Linked DNA regions of Gossypium hirsutum: region 2 is linked to region 1. The links are chromatin contacts, called in public Hi-C maps. All regions are on one chromosome and are shown on one strand. The core of a region is the stretch at or near the end of the contact, and the rest is flanking DNA. Distances in the headings are between cores, read along the strand shown. Region 1 holds the start of LOC107910648 (coatomer subunit epsilon-1). Region 2 holds the start of LOC107910668 (serine/threonine-protein kinase tricornered).

Region 1 (3,755 bases), core at 1,082-3,581:
ATTATTAATGATGCTATAAATATTCGTGTTAAAATTTTATGTTGGTATCAATTTCACATTTTATTTTTAAGATAACTTCTATTAAAAAATCACATTTTTTACATTTAGTATATTTTTTAATTTCAAAATATATAGTGACAAGAATCAGAAGATAATTGAAGCAACTAAGCAATCAAAGAAGCTAACCCGTATATAAAATATTAATAAAAAATTATGAGGGGATGAAAGTTAATAATAAATTTGATTACGATTGACAAATTTGATTACGATGGGTGACAGTGATTACAAGGACTCAAAATCATTTTTTTTAATTTAACTCAAACAAATATATTCGATCCAATTTAATTCGAATTTCATCTCACTCGACTCGATTTGAGAAAATTTAAAATCGAGTTAGGATGATAAAGTAGGATTCGTCAACTCAATTAACTCGAAATTTTTTCATTCAATTCAATTCAATTCAATCGAACACTCACCCCTAACTATATCAACACACTTTCAAAAGTTCTCTTCTAATGAAAACGAAGGGGAAAAAGTATAAGATAACCCTATAAAGCAAAATTAATGAATATCCAACAAGTTTGAAAGCACGAATTATGAATTTGTTCAAGGAAGTTAACTAACATACATATCATCCATGAACTTTGTAGCAACTATCACACAGGGGATGAACGTTGAGAGAATAGATGTGCGAAGAGGGTTGCCTTTGAGTAAACTGATCAAGCTAAACCCAAAATAATACTAATTTAACATTTTCTCAAAAAAAAAAAAAAGCTTTTGAAATTTACAAAAGTGAGGATTCAACAAATCTAGTTGTTTACAAGAGACTAATAGAAATAGAAATAAATTTAAAGGGAATTGAAAGAAAAAAAAAGACCAATTCATCCAATTGATTCCTTAGCTCCATTTAGCCTTTCCTTAATCTTGTTCTTGTTCTTTTGCATTCTCTTCTGTGGTTTTCCATGGATTCAATGTGTATTTTTCTCTAATAAAAATCAAAATGAATAAATCCAAAAATAAATTAAAAAGGAATCGAAAGAATACAAAATATATCAATTAATCCAATCGATTCCTTAGCTCCATCAAGTCTTTCCATCTTCTTCCTCTCTTTGGTTTTCCATGGAACTGAATATATATATGTATATTAATAAAGTGAAATGGATTTTTGGCAAAATGAAGAAAAAGTAAATTGGGTATATTGAAGATGTTCACTAATACATGTATCAAGAAAGGACTCGAGGGGCATAAATATAGCGACACATGAAGAGGTAGAGGAAGTTTATTTGTTAGGCAAGGACTTGAACTCTCAAAGTGGAAAATTTTCTTTTAGTCCCTATAGTAATTACAATATTTTAAGTTAATCAAATGGTAAAACTATATTTCCCCATAAAATTTAAATTTCTGTTGTAGTTCCTTCAAAAGTCAAAATTTTATATTTTAATACCTTAAAAAATTGTAAAATTTTATGTTAATACAATGATAAAAATCCAAAAATTTGAATTGACTTATTTTTTATAACAAGTTGCCATGGGGCAAATGCAACATTTTTTTTTCAAAATTGGATAAATATTATATTTTTTGTTTGTCTTTTTTTAAATGTGAAAAAAAATTGTCTTATTGTGAAAATCAAAGTCAAATGAAAAAAAATTAAGATAAGGATGGAAATATATTAAAGGCTAAAGAAATTGGAAATGATTAAATTATAAGGTAAATTATATAATTAGTAACTAAAATATGGGTAAATTTTTGTTTTTTTCATTTAATTAAAAAAATTTATAATTTGATCACTAAATTATTCAAAAAATTTTATTTAAGCCACTGAACTATTTAAAAAATTTTATTTAAGTCATTGAACTGTTAAATTCTTTTTTTGTTTAAGTTTCACCAGTGAGCTCCAAACAAGAAGTTGACAATCAGTATGGTGGATCAGTCAGTATACATCAATAATAGAAGAACATACCTTAGATCCAAGTTGATTTGACGATCAGTGTAAAAAATCGGAGAAAAAAGCTATTTTAATTTTGATTCGTAGACTCGTCGCATCCTAAGTTGTTTTATAAAAAAAAAAACTTAACTATGGAAAAGAAAAAGAATGAGAGCTTTTAATTGGTGTAAATAGTGCGAACTGAGAAAACTATAGAGTATCGATTTTAACTGCCCAGCGACTTAAATGTAAATTTTTTAATAGTTCAGTAACTAAATTGTAACTTTTTTAGTTAAATGACTAAAACAAAAATTTACTCATAGTTTAATGACTAATGTTGTAGTTTACCCTAAATTATAATAATGAGACTAAATTAAACAAAAACGCATAGTACAAACACCATTTACAGAATTTGAACTAATATTTCTGTTAACCGCTAACCCAATAGGTTAATAGATCTGTCTGATATATTATAGACAGAGAAGAAACGGAAGGAGTCAAGACAGAGTTGAAGGTCTGAAAAAGGAAAAAAGCATTTGTAATTGTAATTGTTTCGAGATCTCTGTGTGTATAGACAGTCTCAAATGGCAGTAGCTGCAGCACCAGATCACTTGTTCCATTTGAGGAACAATTTCTACTTGGGTTCCTTTCAGGCTGCCATCAACAACAGCGATCTTCCCAACCTCTCCCCCGACGACGCCGTCGAGCGCGACTGCCTCGTCTACCGCTCTTACATCGCTCTCGGCAGCTACCAAGTACCCCCTCCCTTTTGTACTCAATTTCATATTCTTTTTCCAATAGTATTTGCAAATCTAAAACTCGTTTTTGTTTCTCTAATCCCAGCTGGTGATCAATGAGATCGACTCCGCCGCTGCAACTCCTCTCCAAGCCGTTAAACTGCTGGCCCTCTATCTCTCCAACCCTCATGATAAGGTGAAATTCGTTTTAGATCTGCTTGAATTTTGTTGTTATAGGTAAAGATCTGCTAGAACAATGGGAAAAATATGTAGTTTTGATAGAGGATTATGATTGGGTTTTGCTGAATATCGCCTTTAGGAATCAACAATTGCGAGCTTGAAAGAATGGTTAGCAGATCCAGCGATTGGAAGCAATGCCTTATTAAGGTTGATTGCTGGAATCGTTTTCATGCATGAAGAAGATTATATTGAAGCTCTTAAACACACCAATGCTGGTGGCACCATGGAACTGTGAGTTTTATTATTCGACTGCATTTTCATTCTTGCTTGGGTTCTGTTATCATTGATGATGCCGAATTCAGCTTCATCAATTCTTGTTCTTTGTTCTATATATTTTCAAATTGGTGACCATTGATTTGCACAGTTAAGTCATCTACCCTTCTTAACAGTCCGGATTCTTGGGCATAGAAGAAAAAGGCTCATAAGATAGGGTAAGATTACCTCCCTTTATATACCTTGAGACTAGTTAGGGCACATACGAGACATAATACTGTCCGAATTCCACTTGAATCAGAATTATGAACACTATATAGCCCTAAATCCTCTGCTATTTCATATTGGTCCAGAATCAGCAGTTGCCCCGTTCAACGTGCTAAAATTCAGACATTTGATAATAGAAAAATGTCATTTTTCTTTTATTTTTTTCTGTAAATGAAAGCACACTGAAATAGTTTAGACACTAGTGTAGAAAATGGATTGAAGTTGTAAAGTGCATTACTAATCTGCTCTCTTCAGAAGGGGGGGGGGATGGGATATTAACCCATGCATGTGGTGTAAGCGTTAAGGATTGGCTTTCCTATAAAAAGGAGACCAGTTGATAACAATGTTATTACAATAATATCAATGTTTATCCA
Region 2 (3,972 bases), core at 726-3,225, 230 kb after region 1:
TTTAACGAGTTGGGGATTTTAGAACTTGTGAAAAAAAGTTTCGAATTTTTGGGTTTGAGATTATTTGGGGAATTTAGGGCTTTTTTTGTTTTATGTTCATTAAATTTGTTTAATTTTTTTGCCACATCAGCGTTATTATTTAAATGTCTATCACATCATCAGTCAACTGAAATGCCACATAGACCAATTTTTTTGACCGACTGTTAATTAATGGTCAGCTGACCGTTGCCGTTTCAACTGGGTTGATGTCTAAAAAATCAATTACATTGAGCGCCGAAATCAGAAAAAAAAAGGTTAGGGGCATATATCCAAAAGCCCCAAAGGTTTAGGGCTTTTTTTGTTTTTGTAATTATGCCTTTTAATAATTCTAAGTGAGAAAAGGTAATTAATCTAGCTCTTTCATGTCATAGTAATTAAACTTGTGAATTGTTGCTTTTTATTCTGTGTTTACATTTCCATTAGTTTTTGCATACTTAGTTAATTTTAGTTAAGTTAATTAGTTAATTCAATCTACTCCTAATTATTTTCATCGTCAATTTGCTAAGTTTTTATTTTCACAATATTTGTCTTTACAGTCCATGTGGAGATGATATTTTTTACTTACTACTTTATTACTTGTTGACGACTGTGTATATTTGCACATCATTCAAATATTTCACGACATTCCATGAAATGATAAGAATATCTATTAACCATTTTATATGTGTTATTCTAATTATGTTGGTTAACATGATTATAAATTCTTATGCTTAACTTTCCTTATGTGATGTAATTGAGAATGTTGTAATAAGTATTGATGTTCTGATGGCATTTGGTATGCTCACTTTCAACAAAGTAAGTATAGTGAATTCCATTTGAACTTACTAAGGATTATTTGCTTACACACTATTATTTTGTGCGTTGATTTTTTATTCGATGGGACTTGATTCCTAGCTCTATTTGGGACATCAGACTATCATCGAGGCCTATAATAGTATGAAAGTGACATATTTTTAGTTGTGGTGCCTATATAAGTAAATATGTTAATTTCATATTACTTGGTCTTTATGTTGAATGTTATTCAAATTTGAGCTTGAGAGTCAACATGTTATTTCCCTAACCTATCCTTCTTTTGGTTAATCAATGATATGCATGAATACTTTATTGTCAAGATCATTAGTCACGATTTGAAAGTGTTTTGTAATAATTCTTATATACAATTGAGAGTTCTTTCAGTAGGTTATACACATAGCATGAATAGATGGACTTTGCAAAACATTTAAAATGTGTTTGGGTGAATTTAATGAGTCACGTCATAATTATGAAGATGCAATTTTGCGACTACATAGCCCAATGTTGCGACTTCGCATGTCTCCTCGTTGCAACCTCATTAACTCAGTCAATCACGATGCAACATCATAAGTTTCTTGTCACAATGTCACGCCTGTTTCAACACTGCACCATTTTAAGTCGTTTTGACCTTTCGAAACTCATTTTGGGTTCTGGTCAACTCCAAATAAATCCTAAATGATTTTAAATTATTTTTAGAACTTTCAATTTATCTAAAACATATTTTAATTATTTTATAAAAATGTTTTAAACATTTAATTATTAAATAAATTCTAGATTTCTTACATGTACATGCTTCGGTAGCATCTCTCATCCATACCAATAGTCAGGAACGGGTATGGGGCGTTACAAATAATTCACATTTTATTTATTTGAAAAAAAATGACTCGTTAAGACCAATAAGTTTTTGAGGATGTTATACACATGGCACTGTTTGATTGATCCACATGTCAATTAGAGTCAAAAGTTAACACCGTTAGATCGGAGTACTGGATTGATAACTAAAATAAAAATACATGTACCACTTTAAAACAAAGTCAAAGTTATAGGTACTACATTGAAAATTTTATTAAAGTACAGGGGATTTTTTACCATTACCCCTTAATATTATTACGTATAAAACAATTCATTAAACCATCGTCAAGTTGAACACGGTTTCTAACCCTTGAAACGGAACCCTGGTTACTCCTTGATCTCTCCAATACGTTTTGGCAGGCACTCGAAAACGCGTTAACTCCAATTTGCGCGCCTTTCATGCCAATCCAACGTGGCAGATCATTTAATCGTGCTTTCACGTTAGCCGGCCGGCTCAGGCATGTCTTCAACTGCCACGTGCCGGTTTAACTTCTTACTATTTGTCACTCGTTGCTTTCAGTACCAGCATTATCACCGGTTCTTCGTCCGCCCTTAAACCAACAGCAACTTCCTCGACAACGTCATCGTAACCTGCACGATCTTTAAGCTACAATTAAATTATCTTTTGGCAATAATACCCTCATAATTCAGTTATTAACGCCGATATAGATGATACTATTGTAATATCAGTACATCCAATTTAATGAAATACTATTGTAATATCAGTACATCCCAATTAAATGAAATTATTCAATTAGATTTTTAGTACGCATTCTTTCTTCACTGAAATTTTTAGTTTTTACATTCCTCTTTTTAGTGTTTTTTTTTCTCAGTTGAAGTGAAACAGTGGATTCTGTTTTGATGATTAGGCTTCAGGGTTGAAAGGAAATTATTCTCTTATTTTCCTGAGGTAAATTTTCCGATTTAATTGAAAATTTGGTTTTTCATTATCGGATTTTTGTTTTAATTTTTGAGATATCTATGATAAGAAAGGCTTTACAGAGGAGTGCAATAGAGTAATCAATATGTCATTTTATGAATCTGAAGAACATTTCTTTCTTCCCCTTTCAATTTAATGGGTAACCTGTATTCTCTAACCGAAAAATGCTTCTACAAGTCAAAGAAGACAAATAGTTCGATTGTAAACTATTTTTATTGGCTTTTTTTTATAGAAGTTATTAGAAATTATTTATATATTTATTTTGTAGGTTTTTTAATAGAGTTCGTGTTGTGATTGGGGCTTGTTGATAATGGATTCTGCAAGGAGTTGGTTTAAGAAATTCCAACATAAAAATGAGAAAGTAGAAAATTCACCAAAGAAAAAGAAAGATTTGGAAAATGCGAAGTATGCACATAAGCCTCCCATCGATGGGGCTGAGGCGCCTTCAACTGCCACCAAACAGAAGGCTGCTGCTGCCAAACAGTATATTGAGAACCACTACAAAGCACAGATGAAGAATTTGCAAGACAGAAAGGAGAGGTAATTTGCTAAACACTAGCAGTAAAGTAGCACATCTTATATGACAGGATTGCCTTGCATATTGTAACTCGTGTCAGTACTTGAATTACTTTTGTAAAAGATATGTTGTGCTCCACTATCTATGCTAGGCGCCTTGCTTAGATATTTTATGTTTAGAAACAAATGAATTATGCTGGGGAATTCCAGATCATATGTATATAAATGGTAGTTTCTCTGGTATGGGATTTCTTTTTCATTACTGTTTCTCTTGGTGTTTTATAATTTCGGTTGAACTATTTTCCTAACAATCATCTCTATGGAATATAGACGTTGGATGTTAGAGAGGAAACTTGCTGATGCTGACGTTACTGCAGAAGAGCAAATGAATATGCTTAAGTTTTTAGAGAAAAAAGAAACTGAATACATGAGACTTCAAAGACACAAGATGGGTGTTGATGACTTCGAACTTTTGACCATTATAGGGAGGGGTGCATTTGGGGAGGTCTTTCTCTACTTATTTTGATCGTTTCGTATTTTAATTTTACTTTTATTATCAGTGATACTTTTTTTCTTTTGCTAGATAGTCATTTATATATGATTTGCAATGTGATGCATGTAATATTTGAATTTCTCCAATATGAATCTCCACATGGAAGTAAAATATTGTTTACCCCTAGCATCAGTGTACCACCATTTTCATCTTTCAAGGTTAATGGAAAATTACATGATACTGCATTAAATTATTTTTTTCATTTCTGGTTCTGCTGTCATCATGCAGGTAAGGCTTTGTAAAGAAAAAGCTACTAGCAATGTGTATGCCATGAAAAAGC

The links. A called contact is a pair of places that touch in the nucleus more often than the background predicts.
Region 2: a Hi-C map of leaf shows a contact between it and region 1, with 1.8 times the contacts expected there. The contact joins the promoter of LOC107910668 here to the promoter of LOC107910648 in region 1. A contact is called at or near these places in 2 of 34 Hi-C or Micro-C datasets (hypocotyl and leaf).

What each region holds. Positions count from the first base shown.
Region 1 is chrD02:27,011,100-27,014,854 of Gossypium_hirsutum_v2.1, forward strand. LOC107910648 (coatomer subunit epsilon-1) reads left to right here and starts at 2,332. Exons shown (of 7, transcript XM_016838586.2): 1 at 2,332-2,679; 2 at 2,768-2,857; 3 at 2,981-3,132. The coding sequence starts at 2,509.
Region 2 is chrD02:27,244,643-27,248,614 of Gossypium_hirsutum_v2.1, forward strand. LOC107910668 (serine/threonine-protein kinase tricornered) reads left to right here and starts at 1,976. Exons shown (of 14, transcript XM_016838606.2): 1 at 1,976-2,593; 2 at 2,892-3,163; 3 at 3,470-3,644; 4 at 3,921-3,972. The coding sequence starts at 2,934.